Linked DNA regions of Rattus norvegicus: region 1 is linked to region 2. A link is a contact called in public Hi-C data. All regions are on one chromosome and are shown on one strand. Each heading gives the region's core, a stretch centred on a gene start, on an enhancer-like site or on the middle of the called end of the contact. The rest is flanking DNA. Distances are from core to core; before and after follow the strand shown. Region 1 holds the start of Rnf144a (ring finger protein 144A). Region 2 overlaps Rnf144a (ring finger protein 144A).

Evidence for each region. A called contact is a pair of places that touch in the nucleus more often than the background predicts.
Region 1: a contact with region 2 is called in a Hi-C map of frontal cortex, with 1.9 times the contacts expected there. The contact joins the promoter of Rnf144a here to the enhancer-like site in region 2. A contact is called at or near these places in 2 of 12 Hi-C or Micro-C datasets (frontal cortex and liver).

What each region holds. Positions count from the first base shown.
Region 1 is chr6:48,746,198-48,749,839 of GRCr8, reverse strand. Rnf144a (ring finger protein 144A) reads left to right here and starts at 1,663. Exons shown (of 9, transcript NM_001082410.1): 1 at 1,663-1,751. It overlaps LOC134479352 (a long non-coding RNA gene), which reads right to left and starts at 1,545. Exons shown (of 2, transcript XR_010052554.1): 1 at 1,089-1,545.
Region 2 is chr6:48,710,719-48,713,935 of GRCr8, reverse strand. All of the region lies in intron 2 of Rnf144a (ring finger protein 144A), which reads left to right. Among named protein-coding and RNA genes, the nearest start is that of Rnf144a, 36 kb to the left of the region's middle. Within about 2 kb of position 1,250, at least 6 of the 93 cell types and tissues checked have an H3K27ac peak or open chromatin away from gene starts, as enhancers often do.

The DNA of each region.
Region 1 (3,642 bases), core at 414-2,913, 35 kb before region 2:
TGTTTTGTTTTGACTTTTGCCTATTGGACACAGAGTCTCACTATCTAGTCCAGGCTGACCTTGACTTTGCAATTCTTTCTACCTCAGCCCTCAGAATGTTAGCCTTCTTTGTATGAGGCACCACGTCCTCCAAGTGTGTGTTTCTGAAGATTAGAAACAGTCAACGCGGTAACTGGTGAGGGTATGGATGTAGGGGTTGGGGAGACAGTTCGGTCACTACAGTGCTTGTCATACAGGCCTGAGGACCTGAGCTTAGTAACCAGCATCCACGTAAGAGTACAGGTGTCGTGTATGCCTGCCATCCTAGCACTGGGTAATGGGGTTTGGGGTAATAGCACAGAGGGCTTCCGGAGCTTGCTGGCCAACCAAGCTAGCTGAATTAGAGGAGTTTAGGGTCATAATATAGGGTAGAGAAAGAGAAGTGAACACCCCAGCATTGCCTTTTGGCTTGCACACATACCCACGTACACATGTATACACACATATGTACCCGGGAATGTAGTAGCAGAAAGTAGAGGGTACAGAGCTTTTAATCCTGTTTTAATTCTCCAGGGGAAAACCGGAGAAGTCGAGCGAGTTAGCAAACAGAGGCTCTCCAGTCCCCTAGCCAAAGGGTGCAGTCCTCAGCTGTTTGAGCCCAAAGTGCTTGAGCAGAACATCTTAGGGGAGGGAGGGAGGGAGGGAGGGAGGGAGGGAGGGAGGGAGGGAGGGAGAGAGAGAGAGAGAGAGAGAGAGAGAGAGAGAGAGAGAGAGAGAGGATCAACCTCCCCCTCACGCCCCGCCCCCCCTCGAGCCTTCCCTAGTTAACTCTCATCTCCGGACATTCCCAGAACCTCCCAGAAATATCTTTACCAGATGGGGACCAAGCGTTCAGAACACATGCCTGTGGCGACATTTCATTCTAGCCATAATACATACTCAAAGGGTTCGCCCACTTTTGCACGTTTGACATGAATTTTCAGGAACTAACAGAGGGATTGCAAGAGAATAACTTATGGGAATTCCCATCCACTGGTGGATTTTAGGCGCTAAGAGAAAGAAACAAAATGCTGTGGCTTTTGTTTCACATATACGCCACATATACTCACGGAGCCTTAGCCTCAGGCCCGGGCCCGTTGAGAACTCTTCCATCCATTTGCTTCATCAGAACTTGGGTGAAAAGATGATTCTTTTAAAGTACCCACAGGCAGATCGCCTAGTAGGTTCTGTCAAGTTCAGAGGCTTACTATAATTTGCATAGCCAGACTACAGTAGAGGGTCCCAGATATCCCGCTGAACGATATTCCCAGTTCCTCATTGGTAGGGTCTTTTTTTTTCTTTAACACATTTCTTTGTAGCTGTTGGGACTTGCTCTTCTGGTATTGGAAGTAGGGGTACAACTTCAGGAGGTCTCATTGTACCCCCGAAAGGCACCATAAGGTCAGTAAGCTGACCTGGGTCCTCTGGCATTGGTGGGGGCTGCACAGCTGGTCCTGGTGCATGGACATTAAGGCGCCTCTGAACGGCAGGGGGCGCTGGCGTGCAAACTGGCTCTGCCTCCCGCGCCCGCGCTTTAGTGCGCGCTCGCGCCCCGTCGACCCCACGCGCAGCTCTCGGGGCGCAGGGCGGGGAGGCATAAAGGGCGCTGCGCTGCGGGGCGGGCTGCACGCGGGAGGCTGACGGGGCAGCAGCACCCGCGAGCCGGCACCGGGCGGGGCCATCGCAACCGCGCGCAAAGAGGCCGAGCGGGAGCCCGGACCGCGCGGGACCAGGTGGGTGACGCGCGCGTCCCCTTTGTGTCGGCATCGCCCGAGCGGGCCGCGCGGGACAAGGCTGTGCGGGGCTGGTTTCGGCCCCCTAACCGGTGCTGCCGGGCGGTGACCCGCGGGCTCCGGGGAGGCGATGAGGGCTCTGCTCCTTGAGTCCGCTGGGTGACGGCCGCGTCCTCCTGGCCGCTTGCACTTGGGGATCGCGCGCCACGGAGAAGTCTACAGCCGCAGGCGCGGGATGTGCTGAGCTGGAGTGGCCCGGGTGGGCGGCCGTCTGCAGGCCTTGGGTGGACTCCCGCCGTGACCTGGCCATGGGTAGAGCGAGGGCGTGGGGAAGGTCCGGTCCGTTCTAGACAGTGGCAGTCGCGAGTACCCCGCAGTGCTTAGCCGCGCCTAGCCATGGGCATGGTCCTCTGCTGGCCTCTGGCCCAGGAGTCTCGGTGTCCCTTGCACCTCTCTTTCCTGAGGAGTCCCCTCAGGACTCTCGCATTCCGTGCTCCGCATTGCTCCCGGTTTTCTGCACCGTCCCTGGAGCTCAGAGATTTAATCGCTCCTGCTAACAGAAGGCTTCCTGGCCGCCTCCGTTGCGCGGGAAGAGGCGACTTCTTCACCCTAGGCGGGTCTCTGGTGGTCGTACCTAAAGTTTGCTCTAGTTCTTGTTTGGTCTCTTTTTCAGAGAATGCTTTAAAGTATGCTTATTTTGAACAGTTATCTACAGCCTGCCTGGTGCAGGGTCAAAGGCCACATAACAAGGAGAGCTAGACAAGGCTCTGGGAACCCTTCCCACGGTTCCGTGTATTCCAGTGTCCTAGGATTAGAAGGACAGAACAATTTTGCTTAGGACACTTTTAGGAAGGAAGGACCTTCCAGGAGGGGTGTCTGGGAGACAGGTCCTTCTCCATGACCCTGGCCAGGGTGGTAGTTTAGACTGCTAAGAGATGCATAAAAACACAATAGCAGATGGAAGGAAAGGTGGTTAGGGCGCCCTAGGATAAGAGGGCAGAGACAGGGGCCGTTCTAAAGGAAGAGTTGTGGAATCAGATGACCAGTGGGGCGTAGCCAGGGTGGTGGAAAAAGCACCAGCAAAGGAATGCAGAGTGTGAAGAACCGTTCCCATGGGGTTGCCTCCGTGGCTTCCAGAGAACCAAAGTTTTGTTCCTCCTCAGTGGCACCCGTGGGCTGTACTACTTTTTCTAGTGTCTCCCACAGTTTGGCTTTTATTACATTTTAAAGACTGTTCAGGAAGTATGTGTAGAGGGGATTTTGAATTGGAGGCCAAGACTCTGGACTTGGCCTCTGTTGAGTGGGACTCCTGGGTGGTCTTGAAACAAACAGTAACTACTTCATGCTTCAGGGTGACTGTGGCAGTGTTAAAGGGCCAGGTGCCCCCCCCTCCCCCGTGGGGTTTTAAGTCAGGCACCACCCTTTGCCATACATACCTATTTTGTGTTCCAGGGTTCCATGTGACCCTCCTGGGAAAATGGGTGCATGGAACTCAGTTGGACTAGGAGGGACATTTTCTGGACCCAACACAATTTGAATTCTGGAGTTAACATTTTGATATATTCACTCGTCTTTAGTTTTTATAGTGAGGTTTTTGTAGGCTCTCTAGGGCAGGCTGACCTGGAACTCCTGAGGGAGCCGAACATGACCTTGAACTTTTCCAGTTTGCACCAATGGAGTACTGGAGTGAATGCAATGGACCACTATCATCAGTGTATGCATAACAAGGGGCCTGGTGAATGGGAACGGTAGGCAAATATTCCCCTGAGCTACATCTCCAGCTCCTGGAGTTCATTTTCCTAAAGACATCCCAGTTCTCACATCGGCGCCTCCCACCCCGGTCAAGGGGAACTACTGAAAGATAAATTACTGAAAGAACACGCGGACGGAA
Region 2 (3,217 bases), core at 1-2,500:
TCACTGCCGGGTGCATTTACAAGGTGTCTGTGGTACAGAGCTGGGTCCCTTTTCTTCTGCATGCCTTACTGTGAGTTAATGTGTGTCTAAAAGTAGAACCACAGAAAGTTCAGCATAGAGTAAATGGTAGAGATCGTTCCGTGCAGGGGTTCCCAGATGTTATTTTGGGAATGGCAGTGTAGCAATCCTTTCCCACAGGTCGTCTTAAAGAAATCTATTCCTTAAAACTAAGTTACAACAACATTCTGCCTAGGCCCAGATTGGAAAAAAAACAAACCTCCCGTGGCCTGTGTTCACCATGGTCTTCTAGCCCGAGCTTCCAGGATAAAGTCAGAATATCCACAGACCCCGCAGGGACTTTTTTACTCTTCACCCCATGTCAGAAGTACAGGAACTCGATACCAGAAGCTTCAGAGCTGGCCAGTGGCTAGAACAGCAGATCTCCAAAGCCCCCTCCAGACCACCTAATGTGCCACAACCAGGCACAGTAGCAGCTCCTTCATGCAAGGCAATTAGGAAATGGTTGGTACATTTCACTTTTATCTCCTACCCACCACACACACACACACACACACACACACACACACACACACACACACACAAATATCTATTTTTGAAAATGTGTGTGTTGTTTGTATGCCTGATGGGTGTTGGGACTGGAGTTACAGATGGTTATGAGCCACCCCTTGGGTGCTAAGTACCCTAGTCCTGGAAGAGCAGCCAGTGCTGTTAACTCCTTACTGCTTCCTTTAAGTCAGCCTCCTGTCAGGACACATCTTGCTCGAGTGGCCCACACTTATTTCAGCCTGGCCAATCCCTACATTCCAAGCTGTGCTGGCCTCTGGTGTGTCCTAGACTTGGGAAGCCTGCCTGGTGTCCAGTAATGGGCACCAGGACAAAAATCCCTGCTGTCTGGGTTGTCTATTTGCTGGTCGATGCTGGGCTTCTCCCTGTTTGTCACAGAGGAGTTGGTTCTTCCCAAGCAGACAGACCACATGCTATTTCTGGGCTGTAAATTTCCAAAGCTGTTTCCCCGTCCACCTCTTCAACCACATGCTGGAAAGAGACGTGTGTTTCCAGCTATAATCGGTACACTTAAATACTGGTTAAATTCAGAGGGAATGAAAAAATCCGTACATCTTCTGACCCTGAACGAAGCTATAAAAATCTGACATGCCCAAAGGTCCTCTGGGGCCTTTCAAAATAAGACGATCCTTTTTAACCTTTTGAGAGGTTATTGGGGGTTTCAGAATAGCACAGACCACATTTAAGGGGTTGTCTGATTCATAGGGGACAGTGTCTGACCACTGAGGAGTCCTGGATGCTCACTGGCAAATTCTTTTCTTGTGCCTACTTTGACAGAGATGAGGTGCTCTGAAAAAAGATCACTCTATTTGCTGGTAAACTGCTCAGGATACCCCCGGCTTTGGGGACCTTGATACCCAGTGCTGGTTCTGTACTTAAAAGAGGTGTGTCACTAGGGAGAAGCCAGAAGCATCCAGTGGAAGGCCATGTAACTCTCTGTTTTTTCGGTCTCATTATTTGATTGTTATATTTTAGACTAGAAGTCATAGTATATATCCCATGGCAGCCTGTGAGACGCAGCCTAGTCACAGGCGACGAAACCGAGGTACCCTGGGCAATAAATGTTCCCTAGGGAGTATGATTTGCAGTTGAGTCTTAAGTCCAAGAGTCTCTTAGACCCAGATTCCCCGTTTCATAGGGTCCTTGGATCTGTTTGATGCTATGCCTGTTAACAGTGGTGTTCACCCAGCCGCTTGGCTTCCCACTGAGAATAAGCATCCGTGCTTCTGAAGATGTGCAGGCATGTGTAGAGGGTTCCCCAGTGCGTGATCTGAAAGCCTTGCAGAAAATTCATACAAAATGGGAAGAGCACAACGTGCTTTCCAGTCACCGCTCACCTCAGCAAGATTCTCAGCATCTCTGAGCCACACAGCTTCCTCCTCCTTTCTTTTCACAGTGTAAAAAGATGTAAGAGATGGCTTAGTGGTTAGATAAGAGCACTTCATGCTCTTGCGGATAACCTGGCTTCAGGGCACCCATATGGTGGATCATAACAACTGTTAGCCCTGGATCCTGGAGATCAAATGACCTCCTCTGGCCTTTGTGGGCACTAGGCACAAGGTGTACATAGAATACTCATATACATATGTTCCTTTTCTAATAACTTGTTGTTACTGGTGGTGGTGGTGGTGGTGGTGGTGGTGGTGGTGGTGGTGGTGTGTGTGTGTGTGTGTGCTGTGTTAGGGATATCATTGTAGAGTTGGTTATTTTTTCACACCTTGACACTCGTACCGTAGATCAGACTCAGCGGCAAGAGCTTTTACTCCTGAGGCCCCTTGCTGTCCCCATAGGTTTAGTCTCAAATGTCAAACATCTAGAGATACCTGTGGTTGAAGACTCTCATCAGTGGTACCTAGGGCTGTGTGGACTAAGTTGGGTTGAAGCAACACCTAAGGAAGCTACTCTTCTCTAGCCCACCAACACATTCCAGGTATCCTCCAGAGACTTGGTGCTGCTCTTCAGTTCTTTGGACTCTACTGTGTCTTACATAGACCTTCTCTTTGCCCAGGGGTCTCTGGAAAGTGAGGGAGTGGCTTTTTGAAACAATATCATGAACAAGACACTTACCTGTCACGTGGCCCCTTTAATGTCCCATTGGCATTGGTGGAGTTTGGACCAAAGAGCCATGGCACAGGGTGTCTTTCACCCTGATTCTGTTTCTAAGCAGCTTTGTGCTTAGTTAATTCAGAGCCACCTCTGAATAGTGTGTCTGGGTTTCAGTGGCACAGCAATCTCATGGAGCGTTTGGACTTAGTGATGTTACAGGTCTCATTGTCCCCTGATATCTGGGAGAATACCTGCAGACACACCCCGAGGACCACCTCTTTGCAGATGCTGTTATTTAAGTTAAAGAAATGTCTTCACTCCCTCCCACCCCCTTTCCAATCTTAGAGCCGTGGATTGTCTTGTAGGTTCTGCAGGCCACCACGCACTCCCCTCCCACCACCCAGTCCCAATCTGTCTGTTTTCGCCAGCTCCATGTCAGATTCTCAGCTTCTCTTCGGGGGTTACAGCCGAGGCCTCTAAACTTGGATGTATCCAGACTGGGGTGTGGGGGTGGGGGTCAGGATGGGGCTCCAGGGACACACATGGATCGCTGGAGGGCTTCTGTCACCATTGCTCTGGAGGTGAC